2 separate regions of the Mus musculus genome follow, and region 1 is linked to region 2. A link is a contact called in public Hi-C data. All regions are on one chromosome and are shown on one strand. Each heading gives the region's core, a stretch centred on a gene start, on an enhancer-like site or on the middle of the called end of the contact. The rest is flanking DNA. Distances are from core to core; before and after follow the strand shown. Region 1 overlaps Elapor2 (endosome-lysosome associated apoptosis and autophagy regulator family member 2). Region 2 holds the start of Elapor2 (endosome-lysosome associated apoptosis and autophagy regulator family member 2).

Region 1 (5,218 bases), core at 2,440-4,939, 120 kb before region 2:
AGTGCCTTGCATCTCGCTGACCTCAGAACCAGCAATGAGGACAGTACTTCTATACTCTCCCTTCAAGGTCTTATCTGTGAAATTCCTAAGGAGAAAAAAATATGCTCTCACTCTCTCTTTCGTTCTGAAAAAATAAGAAGCAAGCCAAGTCATCACATTGAAACAGGCGATTTCCTGCCATTCCTCTGATTCACAGGAGGCCAGCTTCCTTTGGCTTAAAGGGAAAGCTTGTCCCTTTTAACTAATGACAGTCCACTTATCTTAAGAAGACATTTTCCTCTAAGGAGAGCTGGCAGTGAGCTGTCAATTGCCTGTCATGTTCAATCTAAAGCAGTATGAGAATCATAGAAGACAACTTATCCAGATTCTGTGAATAGAATTTGTTTTGCACAAAAAGCATTAACAAGCTATACTAGTGTTCCACTATAATTTATAAGTTATTGGTTTTAAGGCCTGATTTGATCACATATAAAAATGAATCCATGATAGCTAATCAATCATCTTCTATCAGGATGGTTAAAGGACTTTTGAGATCTTGTGGCTATTTTAGGAGCCTTTGCATCTGTACCTGCATGGCACTGTCCACCTCTGTGAACATCTTTACAGACGCTCACAGCAGACTCCATCCAACACAATCTGTCTCCTGCTTCACAAGTGTGAAGCACTTGGGACTATGATGCTAGAAGAGTTTACTACACTGAAACTAAGAAACTCACTGCTTCCACTTAAAACAAAAAGGGTAGCATTAGGAAAAGCCTTGCCCTGGAAGTCAAAAGACATGAATTCTAGGTCTAGCATGGCCCCAAAGGTCCTTGTGTGTGATTACCATGCAAGCAGAAGCTAAATGGCTAAATGATCAGAACTGAACTTTCTAAGTCAAATCTTACCAATAATGATTTCTAACTTCCCATTTATAGAAAGTGTGGCTCATGAAGCTGGAATTTCTAAGTTTTTATTTGGGAATGCCTTAAGAATACAGATTTTCACCTCTCACTGTACAAAATGAAAGCTAGTCAAGAGATCCACAAAGGTACATTAATAAAACCAATTCTTGCACACTTTTTAACTGCCATTCTAAGGAGTATTTAATGAAAGTGCTGCCTCTCCTATCTGAACGCTGATTCTCAAAGTACATCTCCCTTCACACACATCCTCATATGGTCAAATCCGGTAGAATTCCTGAACTACAAGCCTGATCATCCAGGGAAACAGAACAGTATAAAACAACAGACAATCCTCATTAAATTAGCAGAAGACCTAAAAAGACTCCATTCTTTTTAAGGTAAGCAAGGGTAGTTTTCATCTTTAAAAAACAATGAAAAATACAAATGTATACTACTCTCACTGACTTCAATATTTTATCATGAAGGGGACAAGTCTCAGTTCATTGAGAACAAGATAACCTAAGGTTCAGAAGAAGAGAAAGAGACAGAAAAGGAGGGAGAGGGGAGGAAGAGAAGGAGGGAGGAAAAAGAGCAATAATAGCAAAGGTTACAGGAAGGAAAGTGTGTAGAGTACTTGGTGACTCACCAAAGGAGGCAAAGCAACACATCTGTGAAATTGTTTTTTCTCAGCTCTGGTTATGCCCCCAACACTCTAGCTCTTAGCACTTCTGTCCTGAGAACGTACCTGTCATCTTCTCCCTCCTGAGAGCCTCTCCAACCTTACTGCAGTTTTGAGAGCTGAGTTCCCTCCCTTCCTTGGGAAACATTTTATTCAGATAAGTTCCCTTAACCACAGCCCCCATCACACATTACTGTTGCCATAGGCCTGGTTCTGGCTGTTCTCAATAGTTTTGTGGGTTTTTTTTTAATCTCATCTCTTAAGGCTATCTTCCACTCCAGCCTCTCACCTGCCACTTATGGGACCCTGAGTACACTCAAGGTCCCTCCTAGAAATGAACACCAGCATTCCTATACCAAACTTCCTGAGAACAAAGTGATCCTGTCTTGGTCCACACAGAATGAGTTCTTACAAGTCTTATTAGGTATTTGTGTTTTACCAACAAAAACTGATACCCTATGAGACTGTGAGTTAGGAACCCCGGAGTGATTCAGGTGACAGAGTCCTGTAGAATTCTAGAACCTTCCCAGGCGTCATTAGAGGATTCCAGCTGTCTTTCAACAGCTTATTCTATGTTGCAAAACAAAAACAAACAAAAAACAACCCTGAAATTCTAAATGAAGAATTTTTGTAGGTAAAAATTCTGCCTATTTTTGATATTTGTTAAGTAAGGAAAACATATACTACATATAAAGCATTTAAATGCTAGGCACAAATTAGCCAAACTAACTCTGTATATAAGGACATTACTATAAACTTTCTCAATGTTCTACATGCTAGACTCTACTCTTTCTAGAAAATGAATACAAATAAAAATAAAGTCTACAGAGATGTTTAGCCAACTTAAATAACCCACAAAAATATATCTGAGCCTTTGGATCTAATCTTTTCAAAATTCCCTTTTAGCTATCCTATATACATCAATTTTTCCAAGAGTAAGATATTGGGAAAGCACATACTCCTGGAGGAGGGAGGAATACTGGTCTGCTGTGCACTGTGCCATGTTCCAAAGCACAGTTAAGGAGCCTGGGATTAGGAGATTATTTCAACTGGGTGATGGCGGTGCACACCTTTAATCCCAGCACTCAGAAGGCAGAGCCAGGTGTATCACTGTGAGTTCAAGGTCAGCCTAGTCTACAAAGTGAGTTTAAGGACAACCAAGGCTACACAAAAAAACCCTGTCTTGAAAAACAAACAAAAAGCTGCTTTCAATGCTGGGACTTTGTCTGGTGTGAACCTGTGCAGGTTTTGTGCATGCTGTCAACCTCTGTGAGTTCATGTGTCTATCAGTCATGTTGCGTCTGGAAGATGCCATTTTCTTGTCTTTATCCACCAGCCTTTACTTGTACACTCTGTTTACCTCTACCTTCCCACATAGCTCCCTGAGCCTTGAGGGGAGGGGTATGATAAAGACAAATCACATTCCAGGGGTTGGCCAACACAAAATGGCCTCCATATGTGTACACGTGAGCGTGTGTGTGAGTGTGGGGTGTGTGTGGGTGTGTATGTGTGTGTGTGGGCGGGGGGTGGTAAGAGAGATGGGGGGCGGGGGAGAAAGGAAGAAAACAGTGAGTTTTGTTTGGTATTTTGTCTTACAAATTTTCTTTTTCATTTTTTTTTCTTTTATGGGCGAGAGAAAGAGAGAATAAACATGAAGTTGAGTGGGCAGGGAGATGGGGAAGATCTTAAAAGAGTTGGGAGGATATGAAAGAATATGATCAAAATAAATTTTAATAAAAGTGGTCCACGTCCTCATCTGTCTGGTGTCCAAATTTAGTTCTGACTGTGACCTGTGTTTCCATGCTTTACTTCAGTTCTTCTGTTTAAAACATTCCAGAAGATGCAGTAGAAGATGGTTTTATGGCTGCTGTGATAACTAAATAATTTAAGTCATGCACATCTAGCATTTAAATGTGTGTCTGCCACACAGCAAAGATTATTTACTTTTAGTACTTCAACTACCATTCCTACTAAACTGTACTGTGTATTTATGACTCCAGACAAATGAATTGCATTTTTTTGCTCACAACCTTAGAACCCGTGGGTATCTTCAGGTTGAAAGCCATTCATTGTCCTTGGCGTGACCCAGGAGAAGACTGGGACATTTACCAGAATCCCTGACTCACCCACACTTCCCTTGGAAGCTAGCCATGCAGTCCTCACAGAGGACTCAGGAAAACCCAGACCCACTGCAGTCAGCGGGGGTGCCTATGCCCAGCAAGCACCTTTATGTTACCAAGAGGAAGAGCTTTAGGATCCACTTGGGGCGGGGGGTTGTTCTCGGTGAATTAACGTGGCTGGTACCAAATGTATGGAGCTTAAATCCCTTTATAGCCCTAAATCAGGATACGTGTTTTTCCCACATGAACCAACGAGAGATTAATAGTTTTCCAAGGTTGCCCAGCTGGTAATTGATGACTCTGAGCTTGAAGCTCACATCTGCTTCACTGTGAGGCATTTGATGCCATCTGAGTACCTTCTGTCCTTGCTGAGATCATCCTGGATACTACGGTGCCCCACCCTTCACACCTTTTCTGCAGTGGCTTTATTTACTTCTCCCTGGCTGACATGAAAATCTCTGAAAACACGGAAATGTTCATGATTTTCTATCCTTCTTGTCAGTAACCATAAGGGACATTTAATAAATGCTTCTTCAAAATTATGGAATATTTTTCTCAGAGACAAATGAGTTAGAACTGAGGTTAGGCTATCAGACACCACTAAAAGCCATTAACAAGACACCACTGTAGAAATGTTGCAATGGAAAACTACAAAGAAATTACACAACATGCTTTAAATCATAGCATTACTAACTTCCCATAACATTTACTATGTTAGTCAAGCATGACAATAGATGGCGGCAAAATACAATTGCATATATATGGTACATAAAGTGATGTTCTGATGTACATGTTCTAGGTAAAATTTGAATTGAGCTAATTAACATATCTCTTACCCTGAATAATTGGTGTTTATTCCTCCTGACTAAATGGAACATTATGTGTCTTACTAACACTTCCCCATTCTACTCCCTGCTTCTGTGACTTCAGCTGGTTTAAATTTCATACGTAAGTGAGAGTGCGGTGTTTGTCTTTCTGCTTCTGTAGTGTCTTTCATGATTTACTGAGCATAATGACTTCCAGCATCACCCACACTTTTAAAAATGATATAACTCGGAACTTTCTGAGGACAGTATACAATTCTATAAATAAATATAAAACACAGTCTATATTTTCTTTATCAATTTTTGTTTTATTTATTTTTTGAAACAATAATACTTGGTACCCTAGGCTGCTCTGGAATGTTTATGTAGTCCAGATTGGCTCCAAATCCAAGGAGATCTTCCTACTTTCACCTTCCAAGTACAGGTATATCACATACATGAATCACACACACACACATACACACACACACACACACACACACATTCATTTCTTAAAAGAGGTATGTGTGTATATATGCATGTATAAGTGTACATGTTTCTGTGTGAATGAATGTACACATATGTGTGTGGATATATATATGTCTTTATCCATGCATGGAGGCCAGACAATGGCATGAGGTGTCCTCTTTCAGTTTCTGCTTTGCTCCTTTGAAGCAGGCATCTCTCTGGATCTGGGACTAGTGTTTTCTCAGTTAGGTGCTGAGCTCCTCA
Region 2 (5,626 bases), core at 1,442-3,941:
AAATGGCTGCTTTATTCTCCTTATTATCATAGTCCAATAGCTATCTCTCAGAGGAACTTGCTAAGCTCAAGATGGATCCCCTATATCCTCACATGCCCAGAACAGGAAGTCCTTACCCGCAAAGCCTGAGAATCATTTACCCCCTCATTTTCCTCTTCAAAATAATGGTAGATTGAAACAATGATCAAGAATACAAATTAGCTCAGCTGACTAGCCTGGGTATGGACAATCAGCTTATGCTTATGCCCGTGGGAGGCCTCTTCTCTTTCCAGTGGAGTCTCTAACCCACAGTGCCTACAGTCTGCAGGGAGAACATACGTAGATCTGTGTATTACTGGTTCTAGAAACAAACTAGCCAGAGGCTGACTCAGGAGCATCCTCCTATAGATTTTATCTTCTTTCATTTTTAAAGGGAAAAAAATCAAAATTAAGATCTAAAAGCGTGGATCACATACAATTTCTAAAACCAAGTCGATGAAAGGCTGGAATTGGGATGAGCATCGCCTTCTTGTACATTCTGTCACCCCCATGCCTCAGTTCTGTATGATTATAGTCTAGAAATAGGGATGTAGCTCAGTTGGTAGAGTGCTTGCTTAGAATAAAAGGGGCCCTAGGTTTCATCCACACCACTATATAAACTGGATGTGGTGACCTCTATCTGTAATCCTAGCAACTGGGGTATGGAGGCAGGAGGATAAGAAACTCATTACCCATCACCAGCTACATAAGGAGTTTGAACCCAGCTTGGGTTAAGAGAATGAATATATATATATATATATATATATATATATATGTATATATGTATATATATATGTATGTATAAATATATATACATATATATACGTATATGTATATATATATATATATATGCATCTCTTCTAGTGGCCTTGACCTTTCTACTTCAAAAATAGTCTTCAATTCTTCACTACTAAGAATTAGTGTTGCAAGGAACTTGGAACTTCACTTCGTTAAAGAAACGTGTGCTATAAACTGTGTCTGGGCAACTGGACAATAAAGCTTATCTTGCCACAACAGTTGTGGATGTCCAAAAAGTTGAATTCTATAGAACCCCATACACTGGTTTATTCCCAGGTGACAAGTGGCAGGATACATATCGAACCAATACTAGCACAAGCTGAAATTATGCACAGCTGTTTGTTTGCCAAGACTTTGCCCCGATTCACTAGCTACAGTACAGCTGCATATTCACACCCAAGCTTGCCATCTGACTTTCCATCATTGTGGGCTGCCCTGGGGCATGTATTGTAAGAGAAGAAGATGAAAACCCAGGGATGATGGATGGTGTCTAAAAGGAGGATACTCTCATTCCGAAGTGGTTCCAGCAAGCACAGAAACAGAATCTTGCCGTTCTTCTCAAAAGAAGCTAATGGCTAACCTATTTTTGCTGGATACCTATAAAGAACCTGTCACCCTGATTCCTAGCAATCTTCCTTAAAACAGCGTGTGTGCCTCACCTCTTCTCCAACAGAATCACTCAAAGTAGGTCAGAAATGTTACTTCCTTCCCCTCATTGATTTTCATTAAAAGAAGGCACTTTCTGGAGCATGAAAGGCAAAGGTAAACACACAAAGCAACTTCCAGTGACACCCTCTAGAAATTGTTGGCACAGTAAGTCTCGTTTTTCCCAAAAGCAGGAGAAAGATCTAATCACCCAGAATGTACCCTTCTTGGCTATAAAGCAGCAGTGATCTTAAACTGTAAAGTACTCAGCTACAGGACTTCAACCAGGTGAAGAACCTCCCCAAAGGAACATATTTGCTTTGCCCATTCTAATTTTCTACATCACCAACCCGCCTCTTTCCTAAGTACTTTCTTCTCTGCCTTCTTCACATCCATGTCTTGCCAGAATGTCAAGAGACCACACTGTTCTGTATTTGAAAGCTGAGAGCTTGAGAATTGGATGAAAGCATTTGTGGAGACTGGGGAGCAGAGAAATCAGGAGAGGGAGGGTGAGTATCTAGGTCTCTCAAAAGCTATAAAGCCTTAGTTTTCTAAATCCTATGGGGCAGGGCTTCCCCAGTCTCCTCCCCTTCCTGAAATTTCTTTCTCAAACCCAGGTCCTGAGACCTGGCTCTCCAAAGGGGGCGCAGCAAAGTCCTTCAGAAACCCCCAAACACCAGCACGGAGAGAAATACACCACCAGAAAGACAGAAAGCCTCTACACCCGCTCCTAGCCAGCTAGCAGGGGCGAGCAACTTCATCCCTGGGCAAAACGAACGCCCCTGTCCTCCAAACCCGAAAAAGGTGATGGTCACTCTGAGCCCAGGTCCCCGAGATCGCCCCACCCCACACCCCGCCTCAAACTCCAAGTGGGGACCCGGTGCTGCTCACCTCTTGGCACGCAGGAAGCGGGCGGCCAGAGGAGGACGAGTCTCCAGCCCAAACTGCCTGGCAGCCTGCGAGCGCCCAGCAGCAAATCCAGGCGGGGCTCCAGGGCAGCGAGAGCGCGCGGCGGGGACCCCCGGCCGGTCGCCCCCGATCCCTGCCTTTCGCCCGCCGCAGGGTGAGCAGCAGCATCCCGGCACTGAATGGACTCCGGCGAGGAGTCTGGGAAGCGAGGACCGTGCTCTTGCCTCCTCTGGGCTCAGCTCAACTGGGCTGATCTGCACGCTTACAGCTCGGCCGCTCGCAGCGCGGGCAGCCGGCGCCCGAGCTCCCGTCACGCCAGAGGGAGGGACCGTGGGACGCGGGCGCGGCGCGGGGGCGGGACGTGGGGCGGGGACGCGGGAGCCGGGAGCAGGTGGCGCGGGCTGCGGCTGAGGCCCAGCCCAGCACGCGTGGAGCGGTGGCGCTGCCAACCGCGCAGGAGCCTTGTGACAAGATTGAGGGATTCAGAGAGACCAGAGACTCCGGAGTGTCGCTCCTCTCTAGACCCCTGTCGACACCCTAGGGATATCTCTTATAAGGATCCACGCCTCAGAATGAATTTCTACAAGATTAGGGTTTGCTGAAATGGCAGAGAGGAAAGAGGCCTGAGGTTTGTAGTATTGAGCTCGGTTATCTCATCTATTTAATGAAAATGATAACAGTAGCCACCACGTGAGGTCGCCATGCGGGTTAATTAAGTTGATGTGCACAAAGCTCTTGGAAGGGTGCCTGCCTCACAGTAGATGGGAAAAAAGTGGTGGTACCAAACCTACTTCCTGCTGATTTAGGTATTATTTCATACAGATGTGTAGCTTTTGGCGAACAAACCTTTTTGCTTCTGGGAAAGCATTTATCCTGTACAAAAGCTGCAGTGGTGGTCTATTTTATGTGACCCACACGCACACACTAGGCAGTGAAGGGTGATATGTCAATGGGAGGAGCTCAAGGATCCTCTGACCCAACTGACACACTAAATATAAATGGACCTGAATATGTCTGCAGCAGCTACGTTCACTCAAATATATATACATTTCCTTTCGGTTTTCTTCCACTTACAGTTTAGGAGTAGCCAAACAGGTAGGTGGCTCTGTTATCGCTTCGGTTTTTATTTCCTTTGTTTGTTTTTTTATTCTTTAATCCACCAAGAATTTATGTGAGCCAAATTTATATTATCTTTGTCAACAATTAACCATATGTCTATGAATTAAAAACACTTTCTTTATTAAAACAAAGCCCATTTTATTCAACATAAGTAGATTAAAGTACAGATTTGCCTAAATAGCATTCTTTGTAACTCTCAATTAATAATTTCCTCTTAAAGGATTAAACAGCTTAGAGTTACTAAGTATACATTGCTTTTCTTTTGTGCAGGGTACATCAGAGGTGAACTTCAGTAACACACAACAGTCACAGAACTACATCAACAGCACCACAGCTACAGGCATACGTTCTACATAGATTTTTCTTCTTGCAAGTAAACCAGATTGCAATATTAAATGACCAAAAAATTTAAATCCTCTAAGCACAAAAATGTTAGTAAGTATGAATTCAAGTAGCGAATGTTTGAAACATAAATTTTATGTAAGCGGAATGAAATATTATAAAAGTGTTTCTATATGAACCTCGGAATGAGAACAATTCTAGAAAATGTGCGTGTGGATTATGCACTCCGGAACACGGATATTCTTGAAAACAATTTGACAGCATACTAAAATATTTTTACTCAGTCAGGGAACATGATGGAAGAGGAGACCAAACAAATATAAGAGCCAGAAGGAAGATAAAGAGGAGGGCTGCCTCAGGCTATCTCTAAGTACCACATAGCCTTCACAGTCCTGAATTCACATCAGCCACGCCCAGTGCACTGGGCTGTTAACAGGAAATCATGGGTCCCAGGGGACTGTAGCTCTCCTTCATGAACTATTGACTACTGATGAATTCTGGAGGAGGGACAGTTATTGCGTTCACTTGTGTCCCCAGAAGTGAGCCCACCAGGTGAATGTGTGAGCTACCAACCCACATTCACACAGATGTCCCTGGTTATGCTCAGGTGGTGACAAGACAGAACAAAAAAGCAAGCATTGAGTGTAGAAAGGGACCTGTCCGGGAAAACAGGAATGGGAGGAAGATAAGGGAGGGAAAAGTGGGAGGCACCACAGCACATTATAAACATATTTGAAATTGCCAAAGAATAAACTTAATTAGAGTTATCAAAGTATGAGTACGCCTTTAGCTTTTTAAATTTTTATTTAATTTTTTCATACACTATATATTGATATTTTTCCCTTCCCTAACTCCTTCCAGATCCTCCCCACCTCACTACCCACCCAACTTCATGTTCTTTCTGTCTTTCTGGTCATTTTTAATTCTAGCCATCTAAGAACTAGTGATTAAGGAGAGCAAGATTTTACATTCACTGTTGTTTAATTAAAAATTAAATAGCCTAAGTGCCCCCAAAAGGGGGATAGTTAAGTAAGTTATGCTCCTTCCTGTGGTAAAACTATACTGATATTAAAGTTGTATTTTCAGAGAATACTAAGAGACTTAAGGAAGTGCAATGATACTTTATCAATGTTTAAAACCTGGAGACTCACCTTAAGTAGCTGGTCTCCAGGTGTGGCAGGAGAGAGTAGGGTGTGCAGTTGGGGTGGGTTTATTGAAGAAGCCTGGTTAAAACAAAACCAAAGCTGTTGGCAGAGGTTTTCTAATAAACTAATAGCAAGACAGCTGTTTGCTTTCCTTTCTTCTTCTTTTTTTTTTACAGTATTTGTTTTCACATTCTCCATAATTATTGTAGTCTTATTATAGCCATTATGTATCATTTGCATTCTCTGTGTTCTTTTTTTGTCAAACAATTCAGCCATGGGAGAGGGATCAAATGCGCACATAAAAATGTCAAGACCAACACTTCATCAATGTTATTTGTAAAACAAAAAAAAAAAAGGTAAATGAAACTTAAATATCTAAAACTAAGGGAAAATGAAACAAATAATGTTATATGTAAAAGAAACTCTTTATACAAATTAAGTTTAGTGGAATTTGAGGGATGTAAATATTCATGAACCAAATAGCACCATAAACCAGAGAGCTCCACCTCACAGCATCAGAGAGACTTCATTTGGAGACTATGACATAGAGGAATAACCTAATTGCAAACACTGTATCCTCAGCCCTTTTACAGGGATAACTTATCAAAAACACATAAGCTATGAATTCATTGGTATAAATATCATGTCAA

Evidence for each region. Hi-C and Micro-C count contacts between places; a contact is called where the count stands out from the background.
Region 1: a contact with region 2 is called in a Hi-C map of the N1E-115 cell line, with 5 times the contacts expected there. The contact joins the enhancer-like site here to the promoter of Elapor2 in region 2. A contact is called at or near these places in 2 of 39 promoter capture datasets (the 3T3-L1 cell line and the C10 cell line), 1 of 484 Hi-C or Micro-C datasets (the N1E-115 cell line), 4 of 115 datasets of contacts at active chromatin or transcription factors (the 230-238 cell line, SST interneurons and stem cell-derived neural progenitor cells) and 3 of 9 other capture datasets (adipose tissue, liver and pancreatic islet).

What each region holds. Positions count from the first base shown.
Region 1 is chr5:9,388,667-9,393,884 of GRCm38.p6, reverse strand. The region is part of intron 2 of Elapor2 (endosome-lysosome associated apoptosis and autophagy regulator family member 2); the gene reads right to left. Among named protein-coding and RNA genes, the nearest start is that of Mir879, 16 kb to the right of the region's middle. Within about 2 kb of position 3,689, at least 10 of the 459 cell types and tissues checked have an H3K27ac peak or open chromatin away from gene starts, as enhancers often do. A contact at or near this core is called in the N1E-115 cell line and pancreatic islet, where this site is marked.
Region 2 is chr5:9,263,183-9,268,808 of GRCm38.p6, reverse strand. Elapor2 (endosome-lysosome associated apoptosis and autophagy regulator family member 2) reads right to left here and starts at 2,691. Exons shown (of 22, transcript NM_172706.4): 1 at 2,353-2,691. The coding sequence starts at 2,538.